Regions from separate parts of the Mus musculus genome. Here regions 1 and 2 are each linked to region 3. Evidence: chromatin contacts called from public HiChIP or PLAC-seq data. All regions are on one chromosome and are shown on one strand. Each heading gives the region's core, a stretch centred on a gene start, on an enhancer-like site or on the middle of the called end of the contact. The rest is flanking DNA. Distances are from core to core; before and after follow the strand shown.

Evidence for each region. HiChIP or PLAC-seq counts read pairs in DNA pulled down with a chosen protein or histone mark.
Region 1: an H3K27ac HiChIP or PLAC-seq map of embryonic stem cells shows a contact between it and region 3, with 4 times the contacts expected there. The contact joins the enhancer-like site here to the promoter of Utp14a in region 3. A contact is called at or near these places in 3 of 484 Hi-C or Micro-C datasets (B cells and bone marrow-derived dendritic cells), 6 of 115 datasets of contacts at active chromatin or transcription factors (the SCID.adh cell line, embryonic forebrain, embryonic stem cells and 1 more) and 3 of 9 other capture datasets (adipose tissue, liver and macrophages).
Region 2: a contact with region 3 is called in an H3K4me3 HiChIP or PLAC-seq map of the 230-238 cell line, with 6 times the contacts expected there. The contact joins the promoter of Xpnpep2 here to the promoter of Utp14a in region 3. A contact is called at or near these places in 19 of 39 promoter capture datasets (the 3T3-L1 cell line, 3T3-L1-derived adipocytes, the C10 cell line and 11 more), 2 of 15 datasets of contacts at CTCF or cohesin (large pre-B cells and pro-B cells), 28 of 484 Hi-C or Micro-C datasets (B cells, CD4 T cells, CD8 T cells and 17 more), 15 of 115 datasets of contacts at active chromatin or transcription factors (the 230-238 cell line, DN3 thymocytes, the SCID.adh cell line and 10 more) and 4 of 9 other capture datasets (adipose tissue, liver, macrophages and 1 more).

What each region holds. Positions count from the first base shown.
Region 1 is chrX:48,071,091-48,075,946 of GRCm38.p6, reverse strand. No RefSeq gene overlaps it. Among named protein-coding and RNA genes, the nearest start is that of Xpnpep2, 35 kb to the left of the region's middle. Within about 2 kb of position 3,361, at least 11 of the 459 cell types and tissues checked have an H3K27ac peak or open chromatin away from gene starts, as enhancers often do. A contact at or near this core is called in embryonic stem cells, where this site is marked.
Region 2 is chrX:48,105,498-48,110,467 of GRCm38.p6, reverse strand. It overlaps Xpnpep2 (X-prolyl aminopeptidase (aminopeptidase P) 2, membrane-bound), which reads right to left and starts at 1,743. Exons shown (of 21, transcript NM_133213.2): 1 at 1,274-1,743. The coding sequence starts at 1,322.
Region 3 is chrX:48,254,689-48,259,409 of GRCm38.p6, reverse strand. Utp14a (UTP14A small subunit processome component) reads right to left here and starts at 2,476. Exons shown (of 15, transcript NM_028276.1): 1 at 2,442-2,476; 2 at 995-1,070. The coding sequence starts at 2,467. It overlaps Gm39511 (a long non-coding RNA gene), which reads left to right and starts at 2,618. Exons shown (of 3, transcript XR_882302.1): 1 at 2,618-2,674.

The sequences.
Region 1 (4,856 bases), core at 2,112-4,611, 180 kb after region 3:
GTCCCAGCCAGCTAGAATAAAGACTTTCATTTGCCTGTAAACCACGTCTGAGTGGTCTTCTCTGGTGGGCTACCTGTAACAATGTAAACCAGTATTCTGCGACTTCCCAGTTTCTATAACCATGAATTAAATAGACCTCTGTGCTTTATAAGTTACCCAGATTGTAGCATTAAGTTGTAGCAGCAGAAACTAGACAGAGACAGATGAGGTAATAATGGTGTACAGAAGGAAACTGTTCTGCCCTCCCCCCACCCTTGTCTCATACTCTGGCTCAGGCCTAGTGTTACAATATTTTCCAGAAGGGAAGTTTCTATATAATTTATTGGCTTACTTTGTCATATATAATGATAGATTTCATAGAATCACTTTCACACAAGTGTATCATGTGCTTTGACCATATTCCTCCCCTTCTTTCATTCCTAAAGACAATAAAAAGTCACTTCTACTTATATGAAATACACACACACACACACACACACACACACATAATGTTCACACTCTTCCAAGACTCATGGGTTCAAATCATATAAAGAAAGTTATAGTATAGGAGTATGGGAGGTTGAGCTTCTGGGGTGATAGAGTTATCAGGGTAGGGCCCTCATTATAGCAAGTTGTGGTCCTATGAATAATCAGGGTTCTCTCTCTCTTTCTCTCTCCTTCCCATCTTTCCCACTCCTCCTCCCTCTTTGCCCTGGGAAATATAAGATGGCCATAGACAAACCATAGAAAAGACCAAGAACTACATCATAACAGTGCCCAGGTTGCAGACTTCCAGGCTCTGGAATTTTGAACGATATGATGAAAACTTCCAGTCTGCGGTGTTCCGTTGTACAAGCTGGAGCAGACAAGGTCTCAAATCTTCCTAAAAGAGATGATTCCTTTAGAGGAGTTTGAAGAGTCTGTATCTTCCAGATGGCTAAGAGAATGAGGATGGTGACACAGTGAGCTAAGTGTCACACTATAAGCAGAGGTGGAGAAGCCAGAAGAGCCAGGTGGGTTGGGGGACTGCAGCTACTTCAGCATTGTCATTGGACTTCTGCCTCCCAGTGCCTGGCATGGTGCCCGGTAAGTAGCTGGTGCTCAGGAGAAGCTGTCGGAGCAAACACAGCTCCTTAGACTCTAGGTATCATGTGCATCAGTAGAGTGCAGATCTCCTGTGTACCCTGCTCAGCTGCCAACTGGATGAGACTAAGGTCTGTGAGAGAGAACTGAACATGTAAGGCGCCACAGAGGGTTGGAAAGAGGTTCATCTAGAAGCCACTTCTCGTGGTTCCCAGCCCAGTGCTCTTTCCACGTCATCTATTTTCTTACTTGTCCTCCCTCCCTTCTTTCTCTCCCTAAAGCAACTTCAATACCCAGGGTCGGAGATGGACACAAGCATTCGATCTCATTCTCTAGCTCACGGGTTGTTTTACTGTGCTCTGCTGGTCTCTCCAAGAGTACTGGCAGCTTCTTTGAGGCAGCCATTTGCAATTCTGCATTCTCTGCTCAGGGGTTAAAAGCACTGACTGCTCTTCCGAAGGTCCTGAGTTCAAATCCCAGCAACCACATGGTGGCTCACAACCATCTGTAATGAGATCTACAACCATCTGTAATGAAATCTGACACCCTCTTCTGGTGTGTCTGAAGATAGCTACAGTGTACTTACATATAATAATAAATAAATCTTAACAAAAGAAAATCCTCACCAAACTGCTCTATGCTAATTATTAAGGGCTAGCTGCCTTGAACTTGGAAGTGCCAGCTCTCTCTGTATATATTGACACCAAATGGCAAAGAATGGACACCACCCCTTCTCTCAGGGAGCTTTCTGATTGGAAATGGAACATGAACAGCTCTCTATTACAGCAGAAGAATAGATCTCTCTTATTTTGAGAATAACTTGTTTTTCCCGAAATGTGTGTAAGAGTCCTACATTTGATGTGCTTGGGAAAATCACTCCTTGAAGAAATCTTATGGTGACATTTTTAAACTAATGATATCAAATCACTGAATTACTCGATTTCATCCGTCAATTCATCTTTTGCTTTATAGAGCTGAGATTTATTCACAAACCAATTACCCAAGGGAAAAAAATCCATTCATATCAAATGTACCTGTCCAGCCTAGCAAATACCGACAGTGAGTAAAATCCATATGAACTTGAGGGAATACCTGGTTCCTGCTTGCAGTCAATTGTTTTGTAAAGGGAAGAAACAGTGTCTGATGGCCCTACTGTGTTTTAATAGGGCAAGAAGCTGTGTGTAAACAAGACTGATAAAGCAGAAAAGGGATTTATTGAAGTGTGGTCATAAGAAGAAACAAGGGGACTACCAGTCTTTCTCTGGTGTTCTGGCCAGAGGTCTAGGTCTGTAGAGGGGTAGGAATTGGGTCGGGGAGCCAGAAGTATGGGTGGTAAACAGTCTTGGACAAACTGGTCTCCCTTCATCCTTATCTCAGCTATGGTTCTGGGGAGTACCATTGAGAGGGAGCTCCGGGAGGTTTCCCAACTACCTGAGGGGGCAATTCTAGATGACTAACTACCCTTAGGGCTAAGCTTTCCCGGAGTTTGAGATAAGCCGGGGAGGAGAAGTAACTCGAATGCACATGGTTGAGGAGTGAAAGCGAATCAGTTTTGACAACTACGGTGACATCAGGGTCCCTTTAATTTGCCAACAGTAAAGGATCCTCTATTGCAGTTCTTGTGAATTGTGTTATCTCTTCTGCCACTTCCTGAGTGACCTTGGGTAAATGAGTTGGCTTTTCTGGCCCTCTGGTTTCCCTGGCTATAAAATGGAAAGAGTCTCCTGACCCTTATCTTAAAGGATTGTTATGTCAATAAAAAGCCACTTTCCGTGTCAAAGAGTGAAGACAGATTGAGGTTGATGAAGGTAGGCACTGGGAGGCATTGAAGTTGCTACTTCCTATGGTGACCTAGAAGCACACATTACATTACACTAAGAGTAATTCTCTTCCTCGGGCCCTCATTCCATCCTAGTCCAGGCTGCCAGCAACTGCAGGAGCCTACTTCCAGCATGTGACTGCCTTCCTCCTTTGCTTTCCCACCCCTAACCCCTGTAGCCCCTGAGGGTAACCTTTAATTGATCCTGGATAGGAACCAGTGAACAATACTCTAGTAGGATGAGTCTTAGGCATGTGCTCAATTTCTTGGTGGGCTCCCAAGTGGGATGCTGCATGCCCTGGCAGCAACCTAAGCATTTATACGCTCTCTCTTTTTAAAAGATAGGTTTGTACGTTGCTCAGGCAGGCTTGAACTTGCTATATAGCCCAGGATAACCTTGAATTCCTGATCCTCCTGCCTCCGCTTTCAGGGACTGCTGGGATTACATGCTTGAACCACCACATGCTGTGCAGGAGATTAAATCCAGCACCATCCAACGTCCATTAGATCCAGGGTAAGCAATCCAGCAACTGAACTACATCCTCAGTCCTGCCCAAACAATCTCTTCACTGATTGTTCTCCTTCTTCACATTCATTCATTCCTCGTGCTTTTAGATGATACACCAGGCAGGAAACTACCCAAACTCAAGTGTCTGTGCACAAGTCTGCTTTTCTGAGGGAAGGGGAAAGGAAGGAATCTCCAAATAAAAACACTTTATTTCTTCTACAGTTCTCACAAGATCCAGGTGTGGGGAAACAAGAGCCTGGGAAAAGCTTGTTACAAAAGAAATGTAATAACCCTGTTGGACATCTGCTTTCAAAGCTCTTTTCTTGCCGAACCTCCTTGTTATTCAAAGCAGGAGGAGCAGCAGGGCCATCACCTGGGAGCTGGTGAGAAATTCAGAGCCACCCCAGCAGGCTGGATCCGAATCTGCATGTGTAGGAGCTCAGCAGGTGCTCTGTGTTGGAACTCTGCAGGGGCTCTGTGCGCACACTGCTGTTGGGCTGCTTGCTCTGCCTTACCTTGCTATCTTCCTGGCCCCCACAGGATCCCTGAAGACCATATCACTGTTTGTAGTGTGTTGAATAGTGTTTCTTTGAATTCATGCCACCCAGAATTTAGGATGTGGCCTGTTGGCTGATGTCACAGTAAGAATGGGCTCTCATCCAATGACCGCCATTCTCATAAGAGGGACTTATGCGTTGCGGGTGGGGAGGTGAGAGTGAGGATGTCTCGGGATGTGGGTCAGCAGTAGAGTGCTTCTCTAGCATGTGCCCAAGGTCATGGGCTCCATCTGAGAGAAAGAGAGAGAGAGAGAGAGACACAGAGGGGAGACAGAGAGACAGAGCCATACACACACACACACACACACACACACACACACACACACAGAGAGAGAGAGAGAGAGAGAGAGAGAGAGAGAGAGAGCGAGAGAGAGAGCCAGAGTGAGCCAGAGTGAGCCAGATGGAGAGAAACAGAGAGAGACAGAGAGTCACTGTGACGGGGACTAGACTTTGGCTACCTGGAAGGAGTAAGAAAAGATATTCACTTGAGCTTTTTCAGGGAATATGGCCTGACTGATACCTTGGTTTTGGACTTTTAGCCTCCAGAACGGAGAGAATTTCTTTTTTCTCTTCTGCTTTGACTTCATCATTCTCTTTCTCTCGGTAGGTTCAAACCCAGGGCCTTCACCTTCTAAGCAACTGCTGTGTCACTGAGCTGTATTTTCTATCCTTAGGGTGGATATCTATCTATCTATATCTATATCTATATCTATCTATATCTATATCTATATATGTGTGTGTGTGTATACATATATACACATATATATGTATATATAGTTTGTTTGCTTATTTATTTATTTATTTATTCATAATCTTGTTCTGAAGCCTGCCCGGGTGGCCTTAAACTCTCCATCCTTCTCTTTCCACCCTCCCAATGGTGGAATTGCAGGCGTGCATCACCATGCCTAAC
Region 2 (4,970 bases), core at 494-2,993, 150 kb after region 3:
ATTTTCCTGTTTGGGCTCTGTACCAAATTTGGTATGAACCTGAGAAAGCAACCCAATATTCACTGAAAAAAATGTTATTTTAAGTGCCTACTGTGTGCCAGGCACCAGAACTGTTTAAAAGAGATCCTTCCTAACCTGAAAGTCCAGTGATCTCTTACAGCCCTTCTTTCTACCTCTTGACACTTATAAAGGGACATACTTCCCTGGGGCCATGGAAGGATGGAGTTGCCATACCTTATAAGTGGCTTGAGAAGCAGATAGAAGGAAAGGAGCTGGGCTGGAACATCATGAAAGCTCTGCTTGAATGACTTGGTCTCATAAATTCAAAGAAGCGATGATACCCATACTGTTCATCTAAGAAAATGCACTCCCAATTCTGGCGGAGCAGCTCTCCAGCAAAATAGCAGTGCTAACATGCCAACATAGGAAGTGAGACCTAGCCAATCCACGTTCATCTGAATACCAGCCAGGGTCTATCATTCTCTCTGTTTTCTTTGGTACAGGGTGGTACCAACGAGATAACTGGATGCTGAATTAATCAACAGGTCCTGCTGTCAGAGGACAAAGAGAAATATTTTCCTAGGACCAGGGATAGTGATGGGAAGCTGAACTGGGTACTTATTTGGAAACAAACAGGCCACAGGTTATGTCACATCTCCCCTTGATCTCTTTTCTTGACAAAACCTCAACATTGACCTATTGTACCTGCCCTGTCCTGCCAGGTCTTTATTGTCCTAGCAAGAATTCTGCTAAGTCAGTTTAGAGAAAACTTCCACCCTTCAATATCTGATCACCTTCAAGATCAGATCAGAGTCTTTATTCCCCACCCCTTAGTACCTCATCACCTTGGCCAGCCTTCAGTAAGAATCCTGTTAAGTCAGTTTAGCAAGAATACGCCATCCTTGGACCTCAAGGATTCCTCTTAGTAACTTTCTGGCAGCAAGCCCTCCAGTACTCACTAGTTCTACATCCCTAACAGACTGTGTTGTGTGTGTGTTCCACCTGGCTCCCTTCTGCAAGGCCTTTCGTGCAGTCATTTTTAAAAAGCCATCAACCTCACAAGTGACGCAATCACTTTGTCTGGGCATGGAAAGGGGCCAAACTAGATTTGATCCAAGTCATGAAGGCCCCACCAGGGGCCTTTTCTGCAAGATAAAGTGACAAAGAGAAAAAAAGATAACCTGGGTCCTAGCCCTTACTCCAAACTTTTCTGAGCCTGGAGAGAGAGAGAGAGATCAGAGCTGCCTGCTGGGAGTGGCTGGGGTGCACATACCACAGAGGAGAACAAGCCAGGGGTAGCACTGCCAGTAGGCTTGGGCCATTGGGTCTCCAGATGCAGGCGACGAGTAGATCAAGGGACTGGAGAGAGGGTTGGGTTGTTTGGTGGCCTCTTCTTCCAGGCCTTTCCTGGGCAGAAGCAAATAAGGTTGATGGCTGTGTCTCGATGTTAGATGAGGATCCTTCTGTAATCTTTTGTTTCAGGAAGTCTGGGAAGCCACCGTGGAGAGTGTGCCTCGGGCTGCCCAAGCAACCTGTGCTGGTTTCTTGTGGCTTAGGGTAGGTAGGGTGTGAGCCTGCCCCTGGGCAGAGTCCAAAGATCTCTGAGATGGACGAGCAACAGCTGGTCTCAATCACCCAGCCTCTCCCAGCCCCCCTCTTCAGCAGCTCTACCCTAGCAGTTTCTGAATTCTGTTCCCCACCCTCCAGCAAGCTGTTTCCTATTAGCTCACATCAGGCACTGGTGCAGCCCTGCTTTTGCTTTGGGATAGATATTTGCTCCTACTTCTATTCCTCCTCTAAGCCCTCCTGTGTCAAAAAAAAAAAAGCCAGTGAATGAGTGTATGAGTGTTCTCCCACTCCCACACCCAGATCAGGAATGTTGATTGCAACTGGGGAGAGGGGTTACTGTCTTACAACTGGTAACTGAGTTACAATTGGTGGCATGACTTTCCCCACTAGTCCATCCTAAAATATACCAGCAGACCTTCCCTGGGGATCCCCCAGTGCCATTCAGCTGCATGTTCTGGGCTTTGCAAAGCCTAAGCTGCTTAGGGGCCTTGATATCTGGAATGCCTTTGAAGGCCCAAATATCTGCAGGGACCAGGGGATGCAGCTGAAGTTAGAATACCCCAAAGGAGGAGTCTGAGGGGTCTGAGAAGACAGCAAACTGGAAATACTCTTGACATAGCTTCCCGAACAGAACTCACTGGGAGGGAAGCAGAAAGCTGAAAAGCAGAAATCATGTGTGTGTGTGTGTGTGTGTGTGTGTGTGTGTGTGTGTGTGTGCTGGCAGGCACATGCACTCACCCCCTGTACTCTGTCCCATCAGGGAGTGTCACGCCACACTGATTCTAAGACAGCTCCAAGGAAAGGCTCTCTAGAACCTCTGGGGTCCTGTGAGCCCAGAAAGAAATTCTTCCAAGTAACAATGATTCATTTCAATAAGGGGTTTTGTAGCAAAAGATCAGCCCAGCCATGTGGTGGTGGCACACACCTTTAATCCCAGCATTTGGGAGTCAGAGGCAGGCAGATTTCTGAGTTCAAGGTCAGCCTGCTCTACAAAGTGAGTTCCAGGATAGCCAGGACTACAAAGAGAAACCCTGTCTCAAAAAAACCAAACCAAAACAAACCAAACCAAAACAAAACAAAACAAAAAAACCAGCCCAGTCTAGTCTTGATTTTATAATCCTCCTGCCTCAGCCTCCTGGCTACTAGGGTTACAGGCATTGACCATCATGTCTAGCTTTGACTTTATTTCTAATGTAACCATAATAAATTGTTGGTGGCTTTCAACAATCCATTTAAGAATGATGAAGCATTCATTCCTACGGGAGATTTGGGGGGGGGGGTTCGTGAAGTCCCACCCTTCTCTGAGGTAACTGATTGCCTTTAAGAGAGGGAGAGTCTGTTTTCAGATATGTGCTCCTAAGAGGCTTTCCGTGCTCCAGTGGGTATTCCCACACCCACTAACTGGACTCAGAGTATTTAAAAAAAAAAAAGGTGCAGTATGTTGGGAGGGGAAAAAGGTACATGGGATAGTAGAGGAGTTGGAGTGGAAAGAATAGGGGTGCTTTGATCAAAATACATTTTATGTGTGTATGAAATTATCAAGCAATAGAAAAGAACGATGAGGTAGAGCCTTCTGTAGAGGGAAGGGGGGTCTTTCTGGGACCCCCTGACAAGGCAGAGTCAAGCTAAGTGAGGATACTCCTTGACCTCTGTCTTCAGGGGAAAGCAAAGGGCAGAAGACCCCAGCCTCAGGGCCAAGAACTGGGAGAGAACTCTGTGTCATTCCATGACTGCCAAAGCTCTTGTCTTCCCCTCCATCCTGTCCCCTCTTTCCCACCCTTTCCATGACTGGTGAAGACGTAATTCCCAGAAATCGGAGGATAGAGGAAATGGCCACTCAAAGGCACTCACCTCCTGTTTAGGCTGGAGCAAATACCTCACAGGACAAGCACGGGTTCATGCAGAGATAGCCTTTCGGGGACAGTTACTGTCTACGGTCATCTGTGTGGCCTTGGGCGTTGATTTCACCTCTCTGAGCCCTCAGTTTCTTTACCTGTAACATGCTGTTACTGAAACATGACAGCCTGGTTCGACAAGGAGCAGAGCATCAGTGGGGTAATCTGTCCTTATAAAGCAGCTGCCTGACAGAGCAAAGCCCAAAGGCTTTGTGCTTGTTCATGGGCATGCTTCACCAGCAGCAAAGCAAGTCTCAACTACACTTTGTCCTTTCTGTCCCTGGCACCAACATTGCTGAAATGGCAGTTATTGCTACAACAGTAAACCTCAGTGAGACCTATGTTTCAAAAGCAATCCAACAACCCAGGCATCCTGCCTTCACCTTCTGAACTCTGTCCTGGGATGTCTCTGCTTAGTACTTAAGCCTTCCACTTCCATCCCCTGGGACCTTGACTTGGCCTTGGTGGTAACAATGACCTCACATGCCTGTACCCTCAGTTCCTTCCTTATCTCCTTATCGAGAAACTACTGTCTTTGCTCTCATCCTTTTGGGGACTTGACCTCAAATGTTGGCAACAGTCCTGAAGTGGAAAGCACTGATTGAAGATAGGCAGGGTGACTGGCCAAGGGTCCTTTGTATCAAAGCTGTTTGGAAACCCATGAGTCACACTCTGCAGTACCCCCGTGGCTGCGTAGACAGTTTACTTCTGCTTTTGCTGGACCTAAGGCCTCAACACTAAAGGCTAAGTCCTGACATTGGAGAAGTTGCTTTGCAGAGAGAGTCTCTTTCCACCATGCCTCCATTGCTTTTTTCCTCACCATCCCGACTTCTGATCAGGATCTGTCCTTTCTGCCTCAGAACAAACAAATGACAAAAAAAAGAATTCAAACAAACAAACAAACAAACAAACAGACAGACAGACAGACAAACAAATAACAATTTGGGCATTAAAAAACCCACAACTGCCAGGCGTGATGGTGCACGCCTTTAATCCCAGCACTTGGGAGGCAGAGGCAGGCAAATTTCTGAGTTCAAGGCCAGCCTGGTCTACAGAGTGAGTTCCAGGACAGCCAGGGCTATCCAGAGAAACCCTGTCTCAAAAACCCAAAAACATCAACAACAACAAAAAACCCCACAACTTTGCCTTACTAGCTTTACTTTATTCCTTTTTCCTTTCTGTGTCACCTATCCCTGAAGATAGGAGCTTGCTGTTACAGAATTTTGGCCTCATCAAAGCATCCAGGACAGAGACTAGCAGAATAGGATTAACATGAGGTTGTTGGCACTAAACCCCAGCAATGCATAGACCAGCCTCTGCATCTCTCCTCAAAAGAATGTGACCTTCAGATCATATATTCAGATCAGTGTCAAAATGGTAAAAAAAAAAAAAAAAAAGGTGTATGTGTGTGTGTGCTTGAGTGCATGTGTGTGTGTGTAATAGAGCTCAGTGATAGAATACCTGCCTAGCATGTGAGACTTCCTGGTTTCATCTTCTATATTAAGA
Region 3 (4,721 bases), core at 1,227-3,726:
GGTTGTTGGGAATTAAATTTTTAGGACATCTGCTCGCTCTGGTCGGCCCCCACTCACTCTGGTCAACTCTGCTCACTCAGTCCCTGCTTGCTCCGGCCCAAAGATTTATTTATTATTACACATAAGTACACTGTAGCTGACTTCAGATGCACCAGAAGAGGGTGTCAGACCTCATTATGGGTGGTTGTGAGCCATCATGTAGTTGCTGGGATTTGAACTCGGGACCTTCAGAAGAGAAGTCAGTGCTCTTACCCATTAAGCCAGCTCACCAGCCCTAATATCCCAGCTAAACAGCTAAAAATACTGTTTTTACAAAAAGTGTTTCTTAGCTGGGCAGTGGTGGCGCACGCCTTCGATCCAAGCACTTGGGAGGCAGAGGCAGGCAGATTTCTGAGTTCAAGGCCAGCCTGGTCTACAAAGTGAGTTCTTGGACAGCCAGGGTTATACAGAGAAACCCTGTCTCGAAAAGCCAAAAAAAAAAAAAAAAAAAAAAAAAAAAAAAAAAGATACAAAAAGTGTTTTTCATACAGAAACACTGAAAAATAGTTCAATTCATAGCCACAGTTATCGAAGTGTTTCCCCTCCCCCCAGGAGAAAACTCCCACTACCCTTTTTGAGACAGGGTCTCACTATGTAACCCTGGTTAGTCTGGAACTTGCCTTTTAGACCAGGCTGGCCTCAAAATCATAGAGAGCTACCAGGCTCTGCTTCCCATGTGTTGGTATTAAAATAGTTCACAGAGAAAGAGGAAAAACAATGTAAGTAGTTTTGTCAGGGGAATAGGTTTAAAATTCAGATAGCATCAGATCAAGTTCCAGGATAGCCAGAGCTGTATAACCCTGCCTTGAAAACCAGAAAAAAAAAAAAAAAAAAAAGATAGCATATGTTAGAGTTTTAGTAACCTTCTTTACACGCACACATTTTTATTCCCCTTTCCTCTCCAGGAGTGTTTTGTTCACCCTAATTTTGAATCCGTTCAACAGCTGTCACCTACCTCATCTTCACTGGCACTCAAGGGGTAGTTGCTTGTCAAATCCATTAGATCATCCTGCTGGCTCAAAGCCAGAAGGCTGTTTTAAAAAGGCAACACAGAAACATTAGCACATGAAATAACTCTTCTTTTAAACCAGCAGTTCTCAACCTGTGGGTCAAAACCCACAGGGGTGTGTGTGTGTGTGGGGGGGGCAAAAGGTCCATTCCCATGGGTCATGTGTCAGATATCCCGCATTTCAGACATTATTCATGTTACAATTCATAACAGTAGCAAAAGTGCAGTTATGAAGAAGCAAGGAAAGTAATTTTATGGTTTATGTTTTGGGAGGTGGTCATGAACCCCAGAACATGAGGAACTGTAGTAAAGGGTTGAGCAGCACTAGGAAGGTGGAGAACTATTGATCTAAACAAATATCTGTTTGCTCAGTTCTGAGTATTCTTATCTGAGAAGAGGTGCAAAAAAACAAAACAGAAGGTAATTAGTTAAAGTGTTTTTAGAAGGGGGTCAGGCATCACTTCCAAGATGACAATATCGGCATGGGAAAGACAACACTGGTTAGTGGCTGACCCTGCACTTCTGTTACTTACTATGCTTCAATTTCCCACTGACGCTACTGCTGTCTTTTGAGGCAAAGGCAGTTTCCTATTAACTATTTAAACGTGTATTTTATTTTATTTTTTGAGACAAGAGTTGTTCGGTGTAACCTTAGCTGTCCTGGAACTCGCTTTGTAGACCAGCCTGACCTCACACTTGGAGATTGGCTTGCTTTTACCTCCCAAGTGCTGAGATTAAAGGCGTGTGCCGCCACCAACTGGGAAACCTTTTAAACATTCGAAAACATTCTATTAATGCTTCTATGGATCTCCCACCGGTCAGGTGCCTTGATTAAGTGCAACTTATTAAAAATGTAATCTTGATAATTTGTTCGCATAACTGAGGACGTAGGGTAATGGTTGAAACCAACTGTATAAATGGGTGTTTAAGGTGATTAGAATTTAGGAAAAACCTACTATTACTTAACAGTGGATCTCGGTATTTACTAAGCAAACATTACCAAAGCGACTACATTTAGATTTTTCTAACGTTGAGGGGTAACATGAAATACCTGTTAGGTCTGGCACAACTTGGCACTCTCACAGACGGCGCATGTTGCGCGTGGCAGAGGCAGAAAATGCGCACGTGACAAATAAAGGGAAATCAATAGTAACTTTGCCAAGAGTCGGACGACCATCAGACCTAACAGCGATGCAACTTAAGAGCCGAGAAACTGAGGAGCAAAGCCAATTTAAATTAAGGGACTTTAGGATTCCTAGCCGATACATTAACTACTGGCAGGGTTTGGGGAGGCGAATCTCTAACAAACAGCAGTTCGGCTTCCACTTCCCTAAATACAGGAAATTCAGCCCTCAAAAATACCCGGGAATCTCCTTTCCCTTTTACGTCTTACCCCTTCGTAGCTTTGATAGAGTTCATCGCTGTCGCCGGTAACTCACATGGGTCAGGAACGGAAACCAAAGAGAGAGCAAGCTCCTTGCCTGCCGCAAAGCAAATTTTGCTTCCGCTAATCACGCGCGACAACGCGCGTCATTTCCGCCCAGGGGGAGGCTTGCAAAGTATTGTAGGCGCTCCAGGATTGGTCGATGGAAAAGCCGGCTGCCTGCCAGTTGGTCCGCACTGCCGGTGGGTGGGACTTGCCGGTCCCCATTCTTCTGAGAGGTTTTTATTTAGGTTGGCGGTATTGGTTCCCTGGCATTCGGTTTTCTTGCGGTCCGAGATTAGTGTGGTGAGGGCGAGGGTGCTGCGCTGTCAGGGACGGAGCTAAAACCAAAACCAATCAAACCAAAACAAAGCCTCCAGGGCCAGGCCCCGTTGGACTCTGTCGCACAGCTCTGGACTGGCCAGCCCCAGACTGTGTTGGACTCCTGCCAGATCAAGGGGACGGGAACGTAGCAAGTTTCTATCCATCTGAAGAGAAATTCTTTTTGAGCCGGTGTACCTGTGATTACAGCTCATTGTCCCCTTTTCCTATACAAGAAAATGTCACTCGAGAATGTGTTATGAGGCAGAAAGATCTCTTCTTGCTCCATCCGGTGCAACATAGTAGGACCCATACACACATGCACGCACACACAATCTTATTTTATCCGGTCCATAGCTCACTAGTAAACTGCTTGCAGCACAGGCATGAGGCTGCAGTTTCTCAACTCTTGCTTTTTTTTTTTTTTTTTTTTTTTTCTTGTTTGAGACAGGCTAGCCTTAAATTGGTGATCCTCTTGCTTTAGCACCCGACCTGCTGAGATTACATGCTTTTGTGGTACCACGTCTGGCATAATTTGTAAATAATAAACCTATCTATGTGTGTGAGTGCATTTGCGTGTGCGTGCGCGTGTGTGTGTGCGCGCGCGTGTGTACGCATGCCATTGCACACGCGGAAATCAGGACAACCTGTAGGAATTCCTTTCACCATCTGGCTGCAGGGGATTAAATTTAGGTTGTCAGGGTTGGGGGGAGGGTGTCAAATGCTTTTGACCAGCCTGAGACTTCTTGCATAAAAACATTATTGCCATTTCTTTTAGGTCATTTCCATTTTGTTTTCTCCAACGGTTGCACTGAAATTTCTTATGGTAATCGGCAATGCTCTAAAATTCTTAAATAAAATAATACTTTCTAGTCTTTGTGGTCCCAGAATTGAATATGGGATTTGATAGTTGTTTTTGTTTTTCATTATTCATTCAGTAAAATTTTTTTAATCATTGACTATGTGCCAGGTTTTTAGGAGTTATTGATACATTGTTGAACAAAGCAGATATTTTCTATGGTTTCATAGACACAATTTTCCAGTGGGCTTAAGGACAATTTTTTAAAAATTATTTATTTTTACTTTACATCCTGCTCACTGCTCCCCTCCCAGTCAATTTTAAATGTTGCTAAAACTCTAGCCCAGAGTTCCCTGACTGCTCTCTCCTGGTATCCTCTATGATGGTAGCTCTATGACCATCTTCTTCCATTTTCTTTCTTTCTTTTTTGTTTTTTTTGTTTTGTTTTTTGTTTTTTTGTTTTTCAAGACAGGGTTTCTCTGTGTAGCCCTGGCTGTCCTGGCACTCACTTTGTAGACCAGGCTGGCCTCGAACTCAGAAATCCGCCTGCCTCTGCCTCCCGAGTACTGGGATTAAATGTGTGCGCCACCACACCCGGCTCTTCTTCCATTTTCTTTGTTGTGTGCTTCTAATAAACTTATGCCCTAAGTGATGCTATTCCCTAGAAGCTTACTCTTGGCCCTCTATGTTTGTTCCCTATGTTCTCCCTGGGGCAAATTGCTTTTAAAACTGATATATGAACTTGAAAATCTACACTTCTAGCTTATATGTCTTTCTTAAACTATAGATTACTATCTCTGGGTGCCTTCTTTGTTCCCACAAGTACAACAGAGATGACCTTTTCCACCAGAGTTCTCTTGTATTCTTTGTTTCTGTAATTGATCAATAAATCATCCAATCAAGTTAGATATATGAGAGTCATCTTAGACTCACCATTCCTCAGCTATTCCCCACCTCTTTTACATCCTGACTCTATCAAATACCTCCCCACCTTTCTGTCATGATTGCCTTTCTATTAACTTAGATTCTTGCCCTTTCAGATCTGTGGTATTGCAGAAATCTTATAGAAAAGGAACATTGTAGCATTTTGAATATGAGTTTTGAAGCCAGATTATATGTGTTTGAAACAT